2 separate regions of the Cyprinus carpio genome follow, and region 2 is linked to region 1. Evidence: chromatin contacts called from public Hi-C data. All regions are on one chromosome and are shown on one strand. Each heading gives the region's core, a stretch centred on a gene start, on an enhancer-like site or on the middle of the called end of the contact. The rest is flanking DNA. Distances are from core to core; before and after follow the strand shown.

The links. Hi-C and Micro-C count contacts between places; a contact is called where the count stands out from the background.
Region 2: a Hi-C map of liver shows a contact between it and region 1, with 5 times the contacts expected there. The contact joins the enhancer-like site here to the promoter of LOC109056170 in region 1. A contact is called at or near these places in 7 of 8 Hi-C or Micro-C datasets (liver, red blood cells and skeletal muscle).

What each region holds. Positions count from the first base shown.
Region 1 is chrB18:18,538,179-18,541,807 of ASM1834038v1, reverse strand. It overlaps LOC109056170 (zinc finger protein ZFPM1-like), which reads right to left and starts at 2,268. Exons shown (of 9, transcript XM_042744179.1): 1 at 1,795-2,268. The coding sequence starts at 1,834.
Region 2 is chrB18:18,590,966-18,594,567 of ASM1834038v1, reverse strand. It overlaps LOC109056170 (zinc finger protein ZFPM1-like), which reads right to left. Exons shown (of 9, transcript XM_042744179.1): 4 at 415-548. Among protein-coding and RNA genes, the nearest start is that of LOC109056170, 53 kb to the right of the region's middle. Within about 2 kb of position 2,062, at least 3 of the 8 cell types and tissues checked have an H3K27ac peak or open chromatin away from gene starts, as enhancers often do. A contact at or near this core is called in liver, where this site is marked.

The DNA.
Region 1 (3,629 bases), core at 1,019-3,518:
CATGGGTCAGCAGGTCATTGGCATTACTGGTCAACGTGCTCGTATAACTCTCCAGTCACTTAAACAAACCTTGATATCTTCCGTTTACACTCAGTGGTATATGCTAATGCTGCCTTATCAGACCATTTTTCTTTCCTATTCAAGAGTCGCTTTCTGCCTTTGAATCGCATTAATATTTATTTTTTTTGAGCAGCCCTTTCAAACTCAACCTCCAAGATATTGCTACTGTGCTTATCGCCTGAAAGCATCTCTTCTGGATGAAGAACTGAAACAGCGCCTGGCACCAGAGCATAACGACTTTTCAGCGCTGTTGGTTCTTTTCACAGAAAGAGAGGGAGAGGTAAGGGTCAATGAATTTGATTTTTACTTTAGGAATTTATCGACCACAAAATGTTAAGGGTTGCTTCAATCAAAACTGAATTTATGTCACCTTCACGTCGTTCGTGTATGACTTTCTTTCATCACAGGAAGTCAAAAGAATCTCCCGCTTGCTTTTTGCCAATCACAATTAATGATAAACGAAGATGTCAAGTCTCAAAAAGGATGGTATGATCATCTCAATAGTATAATAAAAGTGGCTGATAAGACTAGCACACTATATTCCAAGTCACATGATAGTTATTCACTAATAATCTTTCACTCCAGTGAGCTGTTAACAGCTGCGACCAGTTCAGCTGAACTCAAGAACCAAATCAGTTTGAGTTATGAACGAATAATTCTGATTGGTTTTGTGAATTGTATCAAGCGAATGAAACACTGCTACTTTTCTCAGGAAAGTGACAAGACATAGTTTCTCCTTTTGCTTAATATAGCAAAAGGTTATAATATATAATTTTCAAGGCTTAACGTCTTTGGTCACCATTCACTGTCATTAAATGGAAAACAGAAACCAAGACATTCTTCAAAATTTCTCCTATTGCGTGCCACAGAAGAAAGTAAGTCAAACAAGTCTGCAGCATGCAAATAATGACAGAACATACTATCTCGAATACAATCGTAAAAAAAATGTCATTTTAAGACCAACTAATGGTGGCTGAACATTATAGGGTTAAAATGGATAGATGGAAAAAAAGATCCAATTGTAATCCACTATCATGTGAAGAGATCAGCTGGGCGCGCTATCTGACGTCTCATCTCTGGAAAGAGAACTGAAAAGCCGGAGGAAAATGCAACAGCAGCCTCCGTGCAGCCACAGACAGAAAACAAATAAAAGATCCAATTTTAATCCTTATCTCGACTGGGATCGGATCGCTGTTTATCTGAACTCATATCGTCTTTTTCAGAGAACAGTGACGTTTCCACAACAGTATTAAACAGGAAGCCACTGTTACACTTCAGTTGGAGCAGACGAAAACACTTTTACGAATTAAAAAGTCAAACAAAACGCGTTTATTACACACAATTATCGCCGCTGGGTTTGAAAAACGAAGCGCGAGTTTGTTCAGCAGCGTTGACGTGCCGCGCTCTTTTACAAAATGAGCTGCGCGTCCTAAAAGCGGTTGGTTACTATGGTGCCAGTTGTAAATAAATGTAGCCATTTCTAATTTTCTGCGGTCTTAAAACCATTAAAACACGAGAACTGTTTGAACAGACCGCTCATACATCTAGAGCGTGCCATTTGTCTCGTGTTAACAGAAAGATCTTGTCAGTTTCCACGAAATTGTTTAAACGCACGACAACGCTGCGCTCACAAAAACAACGCTATCCAGTCATATGAATAGTATCACACACTTTTTACAACGAGTCACCATTTACGACAGCAGCACCGGTACTCGTAAAACTTTAAACTCTTACGTTTGATCTGCCGGGGTTTGCTCTGCTTTCTTCGGGACATGCTTATTCCGTCGTTCCTGCTCAGCTTGCGGCAAAAGCGATCAGTCCACCGGGGTCACTAGCAGTAACAGCAGCACTGGATCACAGCTCTCTGCCCCTCCGAAGACACCCGCATGACCTGTACTTTAATATTCAGAGCCGAAACAGCTACCTGTGGCCGACTTCTCGACGTCTTCCCAGAGGAGCGATCTATCCTCTCCGTTAGCCACAATAAACTCTGCCGATGTTAGCCCTGACAGCGCATATGTTGCTGGAGAAAACTGCACCTTTAGCTGTTAATGATTTGTTTATGTCTACTCCGGTGAAGCAAGAAAGAGCGCAGTTCTCAGCAGGGCTCGATCAACACATGAAACAGTGGCGCTGATATGTTATGACACGCCTCCGTCACGCCCCTTGCGTATGATGCCACTACGCTCGCGCTCCCAGCAAGCTCTCGATACCCCTAAAATCACACTTCCATCAGTGCAAGGCATGCAACGTGTGCCTTGCACACGTATATTGCATGAAAAAAAAAAAATCTTAAGGATGAGCGTATGATGGGCTGTTCAAAAAAATAATGTGGTTATTTACCACTACTCGTTATGAAATCAGTATTATAATTTTGTATTGCATAAATAATATATAAACGATTATATATGCATAGTAATAATACTTTTGTTATATATTTTATAATAGTACTTATTTTTATAAATAATAAATATTATAAAATACATTTTAATCAATACAATAATATTTTTGAATTATTTATTGAATTATTATTCAATTAATATAGATAGATAGATAGATATTAGATAGATAGATAGATAGATAGATAGATAGATAGATAGATAGATAGATAGATAGATAGATAGATAATTATTATTATAAAATACATTCTAATAAAATATTTTATATTATTCTATTAAAGTTTGAATAATAATAATTATATTATTATAAATAATTATCATAAAATGATTAATTTAAAATATTAAAAAAATACAAAAAAATACACAATTCTATACAATATTAATACTACATTTAATTGGTATTTATTATTATTTGTTATTTGTTGTACTTTTTATGTAAAAACTAATTTATAAATAAATATTTTGTGGTCACTGTTCTGTGGTAATTGTTGTTCTCTCTTTTTTGCTGCTGCAGCATTGCAGTTCATCTCACGCAGGATTCAATAAATATTATTCTATTGTGTTTGTCTACGTTAAATGAGGGCGTGACCAATAGCTCCAAGTAAATGTTGGGTGGTGATTACTGAAATACAAAAGTACTACAATTATAGCTGTCAATCAAGATATGGTTACTTAAAAAAGGGAGAATGCTATTACTGTTTTCTTTGCAGAGATGCTGGCACTGTGACCTCCTCAAAAACTCACTGCTTCCATCTAGTGACCAACGAAAAACCTTATCTCATGCCTCTCAGTAGAGGCCAGCATGTCCCAAATGGCACCCTAAACCCTTGTGGTCTTCCTCTGAGTCCGGATCGAATGCACATAACGGCCTCAAAGGGGATGAATGCTAAAATGACAAACGAGACACCCTACTACGGTCTCGTGGACTTAACGGACACGTGCACGCGGCGGCCATTGTAGGTCCGTAAGACCGCAAGTGCACTGTTCCATTTCAACTTCTAAGGCAACCACAAATAATACAAAAAAAAAACACTATATATTTTTTTGTGTTGCGTCATGATTTATTAAGATTTGTTAGAAGGTTCAGAGCAAAATATTTGTGTGGACTATTAACTATTATTTACAATATCAGTGTTTGGCTTTGTTAATCTTGATGTTGGAGCAACATTG
Region 2 (3,602 bases), core at 813-3,312, 53 kb before region 1:
GCTGCCTAAACACACTTGAATCAAACCAGTTCGGAAACTGACATCATATGCAATTTTTGTATGCATCCATCTTCTATGGAAATCAGCCAAGCGAGGAACTTTGCCTGTGTGTAAGAGTGTGTACAGGCCTGTGTTATCTCTTAAAATGTTTGAGAACATGCCAGGAGCCAGGAAACCTCTCCCTAAGCTGACATCACATGATCAGATAGATCTACAACATATGACTGATAACTCTAATACAACACAAGACTACGGTATATGGTAACGTGTCCATTGATATTCCCAGTTCCTATATGATAACACCATGTTTTTTTACCAGGGATATTATAACTAATGCTATAACACAACAGAGCTGAGATAGGTCTCTTAACCAAATATCTAAATAGATCGCTGACCCCTAAATATCCCTCTTACCTCATTGGCAGGTCCATCTGTTGTCTCCCCTGATTGGATGCTGCCAGAAAACGGACCCCACATGGTGTCACCTGACAGGTCCCTGAGGGCCAGGACCTTGAAGTCATCAGCACTACCGCTTAGCATAAGATCATCTGTTTACACAAAGAGCAAGAAAGAGTGTAAATACATCAGAACAACAATTAAAAGCAGGTAGAGCAGAAGTGTTAGTTTGTTTTTCTGTGGTGTTTGCTAAGGTGACAGCTATTGTTTATATTTAAGTAGGGAAGCTCCAATATTACAATTCAAGCTGATAAGCCAATAAGCTAATAATTATTTTCATGTTATGGCCGATAACTGATAAATGGATAAGTCTATACAATTTTGTCTAAATAAATAAAAAAATTAAAAAACACCAAAAACCAATCGTTTTCAATGTTAGAAGTGAAATCAGGCATCACCTCCAAAACAAAATACAAAATAATAACACATACACTTAAAAAAAAAAATATAAAAAAAGAGAGAATCTGAGGGTGCAAAAAAAATGAATAAATAAGCTTTCCATTGATGTATGGTTTGTTAAGACACTATTTGGTCGAGATACAACTATTTGAAAATCTGGAATCTGAGGGTGCAAAAAATATTGAGAAAATTAAGTTCTTAGCAATGCATATTACTTATCAAAAATGACGTTTTGATAAATTTACGGTAGGAAATTTATAAAATATCTTCATGGAAGATGATCTTTACTTAATATCCTAATGATTTTTGGCATATAAGAGAAATGGATAATTTTGACCTATACTATGCTACTTATGACTGGTTTTGTGGTCCAGGGTCACCTATATTAGACTGATACATAGTTATATGAAAAAAAAAGTAATAATAATGGTAAAAGTTAATAAAAAAATCCCACAAAGAGACCTTATCTAGGAGCCAGAATACCATAGTTACTTTGAGGCTTTTTTGACCCAGTATGCAACAACCTACTATAGCAAGTAGCAACCACACAGTAATTTGCTAAAACCACTCTGAACACCATAGAAAACCATATCTATTTCAGTCTTTAGCATTATTATGCATCAATTCCAAAATCGACTACCAAGTCTAGTACCACTAGGGGGAGTTTGGCGCTCACCGAGCAGTGACACTGGACCAAAACAGAGAGAACCTCTGTACTTCCTATAAGAGATAAGTGCAGTGTGATGGGAGTCAAGGCTTTGGTGAGTCACAAACGCAGTCCTGACACAGGAACAAACACAGGCTCCACAAACAGAGATATGGAGCAGCTGACACAAAAGCCAACCGTTCACTCAACCTAGAATTTTACATATTTAGATACATTTACTGAAAAAGCTCAAAATGTCCTCGCTACAGTTGGTAACTTCTTCAGAAGGAGCTTCGCTGGGGAGGTCGACCTGTGGTGGTGCTCCAGTCCGTTCCAGCATCTTCGTCCCAATGTAGCTCTGTTTAACTACCCCCCACCCCTTTAGCCCCCCCACCAGTGTCGCTTTTGGGGGTCGGGCTAAAGTGCTGGGTCCGATAAGAGTGTTTGTCTAACACTCTCCATGTCAAAACACTCATCTATCTTCTCTGTATCTATCCCCACCAGAGAACAACAGACAGACGCTGATAAAATGGCTTTCCCACAGCCAAGACGCGGATCGGGGGAGGGCGTGAGGGAGAGAGAGAGGGCAACAGGAGTGAGAGAGAAGGGTATATAGGTGGAATGGGACAGATGCTGGACAGACACATGGCACTGAGCAAGACTTGCCAGAAAATATAACTGCAATTGTCTAAAAGGTAGTATTAAATGATTAGTTATAAATCAGTCAGTGGTGGGTTGGGTTTGGGTGTTATTAATGACAGGCTGGGCCTCTGTCAGCAGTCTAAAGTCCAATGTTCTACATCCACAGCCCAAAACTGCTATCTACTATATGTCTTCTAATCTAAGCCCAGCATCAGTGCCCACCCTGACCTCTCACATGATCATATCTTATCACTACTGCAGCCATTATTCAGCCATTATTACCAATAGACTACACTAAAATAGCACTGGTATAATTCCTACATATGCAATTCCTACACCATCTGTTTTTATTATACAGTAGCTCAGCAGATGGTGACAGTAAACGGGTAGCTTTTCAAGAGGAAAAATAAATATATTAATAAATTCTGAATTGGTAAATTCAATGAAAAAGTCCAAGTTAACAAAAAAAAAAATTTTTTTAAAAAATTCCGCAAATTATTTTTACTCTCAAAGCTGATTCTCATTAGACCTAACAATTTAGCATATATTACAAAAAATTGTCATTACCAGATGTGACTTTTCTTGTTTTTGCAAATTATTTTTACTCTCAAAGTTGATTCTCATTAGATTATATACAGAAGTTTTATATAATTAAATTTTGGAAAATGTAAAAAATAAGCCACTTATCTATTAAAATAATTTTATTAATAGTAAATAATAATAGTAATAATAAAAAGAACTAATGTATAACCCTTAATTATTATTACAACTATATACTAATAAGTATTAAGACTAATAATAAATAAAAATAATCACTGTTAACATTATGTTATATATAATGTAATATATCAAATGTATAATATTTATATTATACAATATATACATTTAATATAGAAAGGGGGAAGAGAGAGAACGAGAGCCTATAAATGCTTATCTTTATCTTCACATTACAGTATTAAGAATTAATGATTTTTGTATAAAATAAAATATTTAAAAATACTGAATTTACTGAATACATTTACAATATTCAAATTAATTAAAAAAATATTTAAGATTTAAATATTAAGATTAAATAATAGTTTAAAGATTCTATTGTTAAATACAATAGATAAATACATACACGTTCTCAACAGGTTTCATGAAATTGACCCAAATGTGGTCATTCTTAACATGAGGGAAGTGTTAAAGTACACAGTGCTGATGCACCTTTCCATCAAGCTAAACTGTTTTCAGGGCTTCTGCTCGACAATTCACAACCATAATCCTCGTGAGCAACCCAAACACCTCCTCTCTAAAGACCAAGAAGTCTTATCTTTAAAACCCTACCATTTTCCCACACAATACATTGACACACTCATGACGCTGCCCTTGTGTTGGGCCACAGCAACTCCCCTACAATAACCCCATCAACCTTATCGATAGCTCTGCGTGACCGGTTCCCAAAAATGTACGCCACCCT